2 separate regions of the Ovis aries genome follow, and region 1 is linked to region 2. Evidence: chromatin contacts called from public Hi-C data. All regions are on one chromosome and are shown on one strand. Each heading gives the region's core, a stretch centred on a gene start, on an enhancer-like site or on the middle of the called end of the contact. The rest is flanking DNA. Distances are from core to core; before and after follow the strand shown.

Region 1 (6,039 bases), core at 1,223-3,722, 140 kb after region 2:
AACTCTTTTTTTTTAAGTATATCTTGTTTTTCTCTTTTATTTTATTTTTGGCTGCATTAGGTCTTTGCTGCTGTGCTCCGGCTTTTTGTAACTGCTCTGCTACAATGCGTAGGCTTCTCATTGTGGCGGCGTCTCCTGTCGCAGAGCACAGGCTCTGGGCCCAGGGCTCCAATAGTTGCACCACGTGGGCCCTAGAGCCCAGGCTCAGTAGCTGTGGCACACGGGCTTAGCTGTCCCAAAGCATGTGGAATCTTCCTGCACCACGATCAGACCCATGTCCCCTGCATTGGCAGGCAGATTCTTAACCACTGGACCACCAGCAAAGTCCCTGCGTTAACTCTTGATGCTCATAAGCTTACAAGCATAGTATTAGTTCTGTTACAGGTGAGAAAAATGAGGCCCAGATTAGTGAGGTAATCATCTGTAACAGCTGACGTCACTCAGCTATTAAGTCGAAAAGGTGGGACCTAAACCAAAGTTGGCCTGATTCCAGTGTCTATTTCTGTGACATTACTCTGCCCTTTTACCAAGAAACCAATGGCCCAGAATTCTGTAGGCAGATGAAAGTGAAAGTCACTCAGTCATGTCCAACTCTTTGTGACCCCACGGACTATACAGTCCCTGCGATTCTCCAGCCCAGAATACTGGAGCGGGTAGCTTTTCCCCTCGCCAGGGGATCTTCCCAATCCAGGGATCGAACCCAGGTCTCCCACATTGCAGGGGGATTCTTTACCAGCTGAGCAACCAGGGGTAGATGAGATCACCAGATCCTGGCATTCTTTTGCAGTAGAAAAATGGAAACCAGAGATCAGCAATGGCAGTTCTAGAACTCTGAGCCAAACTTCCCAGGGTAAAGATTTTGTTTCACTTTCTCTGGTACTAACATGGTCTCATTCCTCTGTGCATTCTTTCCCCCCCCCATGGATGATGGGAGTGTTTAGCTTCTGTTCTTAATTTGATATACATCTTGGAATTAAAACAGTAGATGGAAAGGAGACCAAACTTTGGGAAAGAAGTAAAATTCTGGAACTTTAGATCAATTAACCTAATTTATTGGATGTCTCCATTGGTCCATTGAGGCCTGGGGTTTGATTCCTGGTCAGGGAACTAAGATCCCATAAGCTGGGAAGCTCAGCCAATTTTTTTTTTTTTAATCTAATTTTCTGGTTTTACAAATGAGGAAAAAGATGCCCAAAGAGATTAAATGATGGACTCAAAGGAATACAAACTGTTAGTGTGTGAAGGAAGGCAGCGGCAGTGTGAACCGAGAAAGGGAGAGCTTCTTGGAAAACTTCTTCCCCGACCCATTTTCTTTCTTCTATTTTTTTTCTTCTCCACCACCTTACTCACTGGGGCTCCGTCAATATTCAGGCAGCAGCCACATTGCCTCCTGGTTGTTCCTTTTCACTTCTGCTCTGTCCTTCAACGGTACCAGACAGTCCTTCCCAAGGCAGATGTCTCACAGGGTACCTGATGCCCAGTCGACACACCTGGTCCTGCTTTGTACCAGCCACACCTGATCTCCCCACAGCGATCCCTTGCCTCCCTCAAAGCCAAAACTGCCTGTCTCTTCCATCCAAATGAAGAGTAAACAAAGGACTGCTTGGGTCGCTCTGGAAGCTACAATGCTATTTATCCCCTCTGCGCAGTCGCGAAAGCAGTAACGCTCCCCTAAAAGTTGGATCTTTCGGTCCAAAGGGGCTCCAGATTACGGTTCTTCTTCTGAGACCAGACAGAATTGCACCAAGTGTTAGAGCGACTCCAACCGCAGAGGTCAGGCTGGCCGGGGCCTTAAAACACATCCTGAGCCATCCTCGGCGTCCGTCCCAGTCCGGTCGTAGACGGACAGCACAACGAAGGCCAGGCACAGCCTTTCCACCCTGACGGTTACGGAGGGCCACCCACCGATTCTCCCAGGGCGGTGCTGGCGTGGATGAGGGGAGGAGCAGACCTAGGTTCAAAGCGTCACACCGAGGAAGTGAGGTGCCTCGGCGGGGATCGCGGAGGGCCGGGGGACGGAATCGGAAAGCAGGTTCCGATCAGACAGCGGGGGCTACCCGGGGCTGGCGGGGTCGGGGGGAGGGGACGGAGACGCTCTTCGAGCGCGCAGGGGTCAGACAAGGTGCGATGGGGGTGCGCCAGGCGAAGGAAAGCCAGTGGAGGCCCCTCCTGGCCTCACCGGCCCCTGCGACAGGGCCTGGGGAGATGATAGACGCGCAGGGGGCGTCACGCGCAGGCGGACGGAGAGACGCGGGAGGAAAGGGGAGGGGGCGGGGAGCAGGAGCGGCCCTCACCTTCTTTACGGCTGGCTGAAAGTGGAAGTCACCGGCCTCTTTCAGGTCCAGCCAGATCATGGGCATGCGGGGCACGGCCTCCATGGCCTCAGGCACCCGCCGGCCTCCCGGCCGCCCCCCAAGCTTTCGCAGCTGCAGGCTCAGCCACGCACCCCGCCCCTCCACGCCGGAAGTCACTTGTCACGCGGGGATGAAAAAAATGCCCCTACTGCCTGCTGGGAGAGGCTGTCCCCTCCTCTGTAGGCTTTTGCGCATGCTCATTTCCCGCTGCGCATGCTCAGTTTCTTGCACGCGGGCACGTGTAGAGGGCAAACCTCCAGCCCGAGGCGAAAGGGTTTCTGGGAGTCGTAGTCTATCTGCATCTAATTGCTAAGCAGGGAGGTAACTGGTTTCTTCTTCCTGGGCAAAGTAGACCGCAGGGACCTGGCTCGGGCTCCAGGCTCTCCCCACTCAGGGGAAGGACATTAGAGAACGTAGCCATAGACTTGTAGACCCTAAGTAGTGTCGAGGGCCTTGGTAGATGGGGTCAGATGCTCTGGTAGAGATAACGTGGTGGCGGGCCACCCCCAGAAGCAGTGACTTAAAAACAGCCTTGGAGTAGGGGCTGCCTGGCCAAGGAGACAGGGCTAACAAGCAAAGGCGTGGCACCCCAGGTGTCGAGTTTTGGAACAGAGGAGTGACTGGTTGGAGACTGGCACGCTCGGCTGAGCCTGTAAGACCGGGCACTGCCTAAGAGACGGCCAAGTCCGTTTTTGATGATGGGGAGAGAACTGGTAAACGAAGTGTAAAGCGTAAGGGGAAAAAAGAGAGAGAGAGAGGCCTAGAGCGATGGGGGTGGGGATGACTATATACAGCCTCGGGAATGCCTTTCAGTCTGGAAGGGGACCAGGGAGCAGAGAACAGTTATTAGCTCTGAAGAGATGACCTGTAGAGCAAGGATTTTAAAATCATGTATATATTACCTAGCTTTAAAAACACGTAAAATGGAGAATGGTTTGTTGGGGCAAAAGTAGAAGGAAGGAAATGAGCGAGGACGTTTGCAACCATGGACTGTAGCCCACTAGGCTCCTCTGCCTCTGAAATTTTCTAGGCAGGAATACTGGAGTGAGTTGTCACTTCCCACTCCAGGAGAATCTTCCCAGCCCAGGGACTGAACCCATGTCTCTTACATCTCCTGCATTGGCAGGTGGATTCTTTAATACTGTGCCACCTGGGAAGCCCTTGGATGACCAACTGCACATTTTTTCCTCAGCAAAAAAAAAAAAAAAAAAAACTCTCATACATTCTGGCTCCTCCCTTACATCTTTAGAACAGTCCCTCCGAGCTGAGAGACTACATCGCAGGCTTAAGTCTTCACTAAGGCTTCTGAATAAAACAGAATTCTCAACTTTTAGGTTGTTCTTTCTTTTTTCAGTTGACAACTCTCTATGTCCCCTGTGCCCCAGCAGTGGAATTGCTGGGTGTGTGAATACAGGGTATTCAGGACATCTGAACAACTCCTGCCCAGGGAACACCAGAAGGTGTGTCCAGAAAGAAGGGTCACAGCCACCCAAACAGGAAGCATGGAGCCCTCCCCTGGGGCCACCTTTCTTAGATGCGAATCCAGAATCACTGCATTACAGGTGGGGAAACTGAGGCAAGGAGAGGGGAAAGAAGCTGTCCCAAACGCCATGGAGCCTCTGAGGGAAGGTCAGAGGAGAGGTCTCCTGTGGCCAGGGAAGGGAGAGGAGAAGGGTGAAGGGAAGATGGGAGCTCTCCTGGTCTCAGACCTGGCAGGCTAGAGGCCAGAGGCAGAAGAATGCCATTGTGTCTCTTCTGTCTCGGCCAACATCCGTGTTCCTGGCGCTTGCGGAGGTGGCCCCCTGCTCCCCTGGTTCAGAAAGAGCAGCGAAGAAGTAGCTGCTCCTCCCTCCAGAGTGTCCAGAGCCCTCTAGGAGCCCTTGAGGCATTGGTTACTTTCTCCCTACAGAAAAGGTTCCAAGAAGACAGATTTGCTAATATGAAGAAGGTTGGGGATCTCTGAGGCCCAGTCACGAAACCGAACCTCTCCCGAGCACCCAAGTTACTTGGCCAGCAGATGGCAGCAAGGCCACAGGGTTGTAACGAAGCAGTTGCAATCCTGGGACACCAAAGCCCCGTAGATTGGAATTGGAAATTAGGGACATGTTTTGTTTTGCTCAGAACCAGGTTTACTTCTTGGGGTGTCTGTGAGTGGAAGGAGGGCAATGGGGGATTCGTTCCTCCCTTGCCGAGGACAAATGTCCTCATTCAGGCGTTGCCAGGGAGAGCCTCAGGGTAGACAGCCTTCGGGATGTCCCAGACACACCCTCCCAACTGCTTGGTGCCAGGCTGTGAGCGCGCCACATGGGGCAGAACTTTGAGACACTCTGGCCTTGCCAGTGAGAGCCTGGAGGCTGGGTGGCACCCCCTGGTGGGGGGTGGAGCAGGGCAGGGGGTATAAACCTGCTAGCTCAGGACTAAGGTCAACCTGTGGGACTGAGGCCACAGTCTTCCTAAGTCTCTGTGTCTCTGGGGCAGCTTGTATCCAGATTGCTGGTTGTAGAACATCAGATGTGTGTCCCCGGGGGACCAATGTGGCCACAGCCGCTTTCTCCACACCCTATTGGACTTGCACAGGTCACTTGGGCAAGGGCTAAGAGTTTCTGAAATCTGTGTCCCCTTCCTGACCACCCTGTTACAGCCAGGAGAAAGCTGAGGCCCGTGAAGGGCAGAGCTTGCCCAATATCCTACCAGGCTTCTTTCTTCATTATTTCAGACCTTGTGAAAGTTTTTTGCTCCAACCATCTTTTCAAGGAGGCATGGAAGCCATGGGGTCATTCAGGAGGAGTCAGGGGTCTCAGCTGTCTGTGGTTCTGGCCAGCAGAATGTGCAGTGGAAACGGTCACTCAAATGGGATCTCATAGCTCCAGCAGGTGGTAAACATTTCCCTGGAGTGTCCACTTCCTGCTCCCTGCACCCCCAGCTGCCCTCCAGAGCCTCACCCATGCCCTGCTCCAACCTCAGGCCCCAGGGTCCAGTCACAAGCTGGGTGGGTCTTGGAGAAACCTCCTGCTGGACACGTGGAATCCTGCCCTCACCCTCTGCAGCTCAGCTCCCAGCATGCAGGGAATAAGACACGCAGCCCCCAGGCTGAAGGCAGAGCGGCACGGTGGAGGACACGACCCTGGGACCCAGGGTTGGAATCCTGGCACTTCCACTAACCAGCCCTGTAATCAGGGTCTCTCTGCAAAACTGAGTCCCTCTGTCAGAGACTGGAGGGTTAAGAGCTCCGTGCTTGCTAATGGTCTCAGCTGCAACTGACTTATCACAGCCTTAAATAAAAGCCACCACACCTGAGCTGCCTCCACTCACATTAGCCTTAGAGCTCTCACCGTACTTACAAGGTAAGAGTTGTTATCTCTGCTGCAAGGATGAGACCTACTGAATAGCAGTAGTGGTAAAGAAGCCGCCTGCCAGTGCAGAAGTGGGTTCGATCCCTGGCGCGGGAAAGATCCCCTGGAGAAGGACATGGCAACCCACTCCAGTATTCTTGCCTGGGAAATCCCATGGGCACAGGAGCCTGGAGGGTTACAGTCCATAGGGTCGCAAAAGAGTCGGACACAACTGAGCAATTGACAACAACACTGAATCCCAGAGAGACTGGCCAAGAACCAGTGGAGATGTGGAAGCAGTGGGATTTGAACCCAGATCTATGGAATCCTCAAGCTGAGGCAGGGCTCAGACA
Region 2 (6,250 bases), core at 2,465-4,964:
AGGTGACCCAGCACAGGACACTGAGGCCTGAGCAGAATGCAGTAGGTATTTCTTTCTTGTTTCCCTTTCTATTTACAAATTTGGGCTTTATATTAGAATGTAATTGATTTACAATGTTTTGTTTGTTTTAAATGTACAGCAAGGTGATACATTTTTATATATACAGAGAGCTGTTCTTTTATGGATTCTTTTCCTGTTCAGCTTATTGGCCAATGTTGTGTTGAGTTCCCTGTGCTCACAGTAGATCCCAGGTGACTGTCTATTTTATATGTGAATATACATATAAGTTGAGTTGAGTCACTCAGTCATGTCTGACTCTTTGTGACTGCATGGACTGCAGCACTGCCAGGCTTCCCTGTCGATATATGTATATGTATATATATATATGTATACACACACACACACATATGTGTGTATCTGTGAATGCCAACGTTCTAACTCACTGCTCCTCACTCCCCTTTGCCGCTGGGTAATCATAAGTTTGTTTTCTAGGGCTGTCAGTCTGTTCCTACTTGTAAATCAGTTAAATTTTATCAGATTTTCAAATTCACACATAAATGGTAACATACGATGTTTCTTTTTCTCTTCGTTAACTTTGTATGATCATGTCTAGGTCCATCGTTGTTGCTGCAAATGACATAATTTCACTCTTTTCTATGAGTAATATTGCATTGTAAATATGGGCCATATCTCCTTTCTCCATTCCTGTGTCATTGGGCGTTTTGGTGACTTCCCTGTCCTCGTATTGTAAATAGTGCTGCAATGCTCCTTGGAGTACATGTGACTTTTCGAATGATGGTTTCATCCAAATAGGCCCGGAAGTGGAACTGCAGGTTCTTAATGTAGTTCTGGTTTTCCTTTCCTATGGCGCTTCCATAGCACCTTATCAGCTATTTACATTCCCACACAGGTGCAGGAGGGACGATTTCCTTTTCTCCATGCCCCTCTCATATTGATTTTTGTAGATTTTTGCAGGTGGCCATTTCTATCTGGTTGGAGAAGACACCCAGTTGTCAATTTCACTTACATTTCTTAAATAATTAGCAATGTGGAGCATGTTATCCTGTGCTTTTGTATTAAACAGCGTGAGTGTAGTTTCCCTCTGGCAATTGGATTCTTGAAAGTCAGCTCTGTTTTTTTTAAACATTTATTTGTTTGGCTATGTCAGGTCTTAGAGCAGGCTTAGTAGCCCCATGGCAATGTGGGATCTTAGTTCCTGGACCAGGGATCGACCAGGTGTCCAGTGCATTGGAAGGCAAATTCTTAACCTCTGGACCGCAAGGGAAGTCCTAAGTCTGCCCTCTTTTGAATTCTTTATCGATTCCCTGCCTTTTTACATTTCTTGAGGGCAGGCGTCCTTTACAGCCTGCAGGCTTTGTGAATATGAAGTGCCCTTCAACTGCAGTGGACTGTCCTGGTGGCTCAGTAAAGAATCCACCTGCAAAGCTGGAAATGCGGGAGATGTGTGGGAGACGCGGGCTCTATCCCTGGGGTCAGGAAAATCCCCTGGAGGAAGAGATGGCAACCTTCTCCACTATTCCTGCCTGGAAAATTCTAAAGAAAGAGGCCTGGCGGGCTATAGTCCACGGGGATCACAAAGAGGTGGACACGACTGAGCACCCCCGCCTTGTTGCAGATTAAGCTGCTTGGTTGTCAAGTTGTTCTGCGGTGTGTTCACAAGGGGGCAGCACTTCCTCGTGCCTCACTCTGATAACTCTTGTCTTGTTTAGTTGCCCAGTCTTGTTCAACTCTTTGCAACCCCATGGACTGCAGCACACCAGGTTTCCCTGTCCTTCACTAGCTCCAGATATAAATAATATGGAGAAAAATAAAAGAGGGGTGAGGGAAAAGGACAAGAATTGCTGGGGAAGGGACAGTTAAGAACTTAAATAGGATGCTTAGGGAACTTCAGTTCAGTTCAGTTGCTCAGTTGTGTCCAACTCTTTGCGACCCCATGGACTGTACAACACCAGGCCTCCCTGTCCATCATCAACTCCTGGAATTTACCCAAACTCATGCCCATTGAGTTGGTGATGCCATCCAGCCATCTCATCCTCTGTCGTCCCCTTCTCCTCCCGCCTTCAATCTTTCCTACCATCAGGGTCTTTTCAAATGAGTCAGCTCTTCACATGAGGTAGCCAAAGTATTAGAGCTTCAGCTTCAACATCAGTCCTTCCAATGAATACTCAGGACTGATCTCCTTTAGGATGGACTGGTTGGATCTCCTTGCAGCCCAAGGGACTCTCAAGATTCTTCTCCAACACCACAGGTCAAAAGCATCAATTCTTCAGCACTCAGCTTTCTTTATGGTCCAACTCTCACATCCATACATGACCACTGGAAAAACCATAGCTTTGACTAGATGGACCTTTGTCAGCAAAGTAATGTCTCTGCTTTTTAATATGTTGTCTAGGTTGGTGATAAGTTTCCTTCCAAGGAGTAAGCATCTTTTAATTTCATGGCTGCAATCACCATCTGCAGTGATTTTGGAGCCCCCAAAAATAAAGTCTCTCACTGTTTCTGCTGTTTCCCCATCTATTTGCCATGAAGTGATGGGACCAGATGCCATGATCTTCATTTTCTGAATGTTGAGCTTTAAGCCAACTTTTTTGCTCTGCTCTTTCACTTTCATCAAGAGGCTCTTTAGTTCTTCTTCACTGTCTGCCATAAGGGTTGTGTAATCTGCATATCTGTATATGTGAGGTTATTGATATTTCTCCTAGCAATCTTGATTCTAGCTTGTGCTTCATCCAACCCAGCGTTTCTCATGATGTACTCTACGTATAAATTAAATAAGCAGGGTGACAATATACACCTTGATGTACAATATACACCTTGATGTACTCCTTTTCCTATTTGGAATCAGTCTGTTGTTCCATGTCCAGTTCTAACTGTTGCTTCCTGACCTGCATTCAGATTTCTCAAGAGGCAGGTCAGGTGGTGTGGTATTCCATCTCTTTCAGAATTTTCCAGTTTATTGTGATCCACACAGTCAAAGCCTTTGGTGTAGTCAATAAAGCAGAAATAGATGTTTTTCTGGAACTCTCTTGCTTTTTCGATGATCCAGCGGAAAATTGGCAATTGATCTCTTGTTCCATGGAGGCTTAGGGAAGGCCTCGCTGATAAACTGACATGTGAACAAAGACCTGAAAGAAGTGGCGTGTTTTTTGTTTGTTTGTTTGTTTTTAACGGCCGCAGCCCAGGGAGGGGAAATAGTGCAAAAACCTCAAAGAGAATCATGCAGGGCGTGTTCCAACCCTACTTGGTCAGTGACCCTACTCTGATAACCCGTCTTATCCAAAACCTACCCCCATCTCACCGTTATTCCTTTATCCAGCTTCATTTTCCCCCCTACAAAGAAATTTTCAATGTATTATTCCATGTTTATTACGTCTGTTTTCTGCTTTGTGCGAGAGCGGGCGTCTTTGCCTGTCTGGTTCGCCCATTGCAGCCAAAGCGTTTAGTAGTGTGAGGCACACCGCAGGAGCTTGACAGGAGGCTCTGGGATGAGAAGAACGCGCGGTTGAGGGAAGGAAGAAGAGATCCGACCTCCTCATGGCTTGGTCGTGGGAAGCTCTCTGGGAGTGGAATGCAGGTAAGAAGCCCGCACAGCTCAGGGTCCAGGGTCCCCGGCCTTGTGCGCGTCTCTGCGCATGCGCCGAGTGCAACCGATCCGCGCGTTTCATTGGCTGCGGCCAGAGGAATTGCGCATGCGCACTCCTCCCGCGTGTTCCTGTGTGGTGGGTTTTGCCCTCCAGCCTCCGCTCTATCCGTGACAGCCCATCTTCCCATCCGGGGCCCCCATGCGTTCTGGAGCTCGGAATGTTCCCAGAACTCAATAACCTTCTCAACACCACCCCTGAAGGGGCGGAGCAGGTAAGAGGTCGCAAGGTCGAGGAGGAGGTTGGATTCTGGGAGCGCGGCGCAAGACCGCACACCCGGATGAAGCGCGCGCGGACCCGTGGGAAATCACGTGACGTCCGTGGCCCGGGGGCGCTTGGGAGTTGTAGTCTGCAGAGGACCCGACCCCGAGGCTAGGCTAGACACTTAGGCCCGCGCAAGATAGGCATCCTGTGGGTTTTCGAAGGTCGCATGCGCCCTTGAAAGACCACAGGAAGCATGTTATTAGTTTGAGTTGACTTGAGTGTATAGGCGACCCTTGTGCGTGTTCAGCGTGGTGGGAGTCCCAGCGCCCAAACAGAGGTTGGTGGGGGTGGTTTAGTCGCTCTGTCGTGTCCGACTCTTTGTGACCCCGTGGACTGTAGCCCGCCAGTCTCTTCTGTCCCCGCCCCCCCGTCCCCCCGCCCTCCCCATCACAAGGGAGCAACTTCTTAACGACCTCTTCTTAACGGCCTCCTCTGTCCTGGGAACACTTGGCAGGTTTCAGCGAATGCTTCTGCTCGTCTTCCTCCCCATGTTTTTGAACAGTGCTCTCTGAGTTGCTCGCAGCCAATGTTTGATTGCACAGCACGCCTTTGGCACCACAGCCTCCCTGCTGTTTTCGTCGCTCTCTCCTTACCACGGTCTGGAGCATCTAAAAAACGTTCATTCGTTAGCCCGAGGGTTGCCTCTCCTAGAGACATAGGTGATTTATTTCATAACTCCTGTCTTTCTGATGAAATGGAAAAGCCTTTGTGTTACTCCATAGTCCCAGGCGAATAGTTTTCAGTAAATCCTTGTGCATTTTAATTGCCCTGCAGTTTTTCTCTGCCCAAGCCTCCAGATGGCGCTGCTTACATTGCCAGTTACTACTAGCACCTCCAAAGTCCAAACTGAGGGCCACAGTGAGGGATAGAAGTGGGCACCAGGAAATGACAGCGCCAGGGGTAACCCCAGAGTCTGCTAGTGTAATCTTTCATGTTTTATGAGAGGAAAAAATATCAGGACAACAGAGAGATGACCTTCCCTATCATTGACAAGGAACAAAGGGTGACTGGAGCAGGACAGCCAGACCCTGCAAAGGCAGGACAGCCAGATCCCGCAAAGGCCATCTTTAGAGGTCTCTCCAGGGCTCTCCACAATGAGAGCTCTGCCTGACGTAGTTTCCAAGGCCACTGGGAGGAGGACTTTGATCCTGGCTGTCTCTTGGAATGACTGCTTTCTCCTCCCCTGCCTATGGGACAGAATTGGCATGAGGATTAGAGTTAGGGAGGACATTGGATTAGATGACCTTTTAGAAGACCCCTTGCAATCTGGACAGTCAGTGATTTTTGTTGGGTTCTGATGATAAAATCTTACTTTATTCAGGATTTAATTCTCTCAATGGCAACCCACTCCAGTATTCTTGCTTGGAAAATCCTATGGACGGAGGTGCCTGGTAGGCTGCAGTCCATGGGGTCGCGAAGAGTTGGACACGACTGAGCGACTTTACTTTCACTTTTCACTTTCGTGCACTGGAGAAGGAAATGGCAACCCACTCCAGTGTTCTTGCCTGGAGAATCCCAGGGACGGAGGAGCCTGGTGGGCTGCCGTCTATGGGGTTGCACAGAGTTGGACACGACTGAAGTGACTTAGCAGCAGCAGCAGCAAGACTGGAGAGGAGTGAGGAAACGAAGGGATTTTATTCTCCATTGCCTGGGGAAGATGATAGCTTGAGATATGCTTCCCCAAAATGAGTACGTTTGATACAGATCACTTTCATTGTTGGTTTTTCTATAATTTTTACTTATTTTCTTCTTTTTCTGGTTAAACAAACACACACATGAGTGTCCAGGTATAGAGATTTAAGAGTAGACACAATCCACCAGATTTTGACACTCAGTTGAACTCTTTCCAGGGAGTCTAATACATCTTTTTGTGTTCTTCTTAACTTGTAGGGGAAGCTGACTCTACTCTGTGATGCCAAGACAGATGGCAGTTTCCTTGTGCACCACTTTCTCTCCTTCTATCTCAAAGGTATAAGACTATCATAAAAGAAAACCCAAGGCTGGGGGGTCGGGGAGGAAGAGGCCTGTTTCAGGTAGCACTAGAAATAGTATTAACTAGTCAGGCCTTTGGTGTTTGGGTAACCAGATGGTTATATGTTAGTTCATGGGATTACTGGACCATCTTGTTCCCACCCCTATTATGCCAGAGTCTGCCATGTATTCACTATATCCAGTATTGCCTTCCATTTCTCCACCACCTGTGCAGGCACTGACTCCCTTAGGGCCTTGTGTGGCCTCTTCATTTAATTGATCCTTGGTCCTTGGGTAGTTGAAGTCTCTAGGCACTCAACCCATTAACACTTTGCCCTGGCAATAGATGCTTC

The links. A called contact is a pair of places that touch in the nucleus more often than the background predicts.
Region 1: a contact with region 2 is called in a Hi-C map of liver, with 5 times the contacts expected there. The contact joins the promoter of PTPN23 here to the promoter of ELP6 in region 2. A contact is called at or near these places in 13 of 16 Hi-C or Micro-C datasets (blood, hypothalamus, liver and 6 more).

Annotation. Positions count from the first base shown.
Region 1 is chr19:52,288,181-52,294,219 of ARS-UI_Ramb_v3.0, forward strand. PTPN23 (protein tyrosine phosphatase non-receptor type 23) reads right to left here and starts at 2,473. Exons shown (of 23, transcript XM_042236320.2): 1 at 2,295-2,473. The coding sequence starts at 2,378.
Region 2 is chr19:52,147,100-52,153,349 of ARS-UI_Ramb_v3.0, forward strand. ELP6 (elongator acetyltransferase complex subunit 6) reads left to right here and starts at 3,715. Exons shown (of 7, transcript XM_012100136.5): 1 at 3,715-3,876; 2 at 5,817-5,895. The coding sequence starts at 3,823.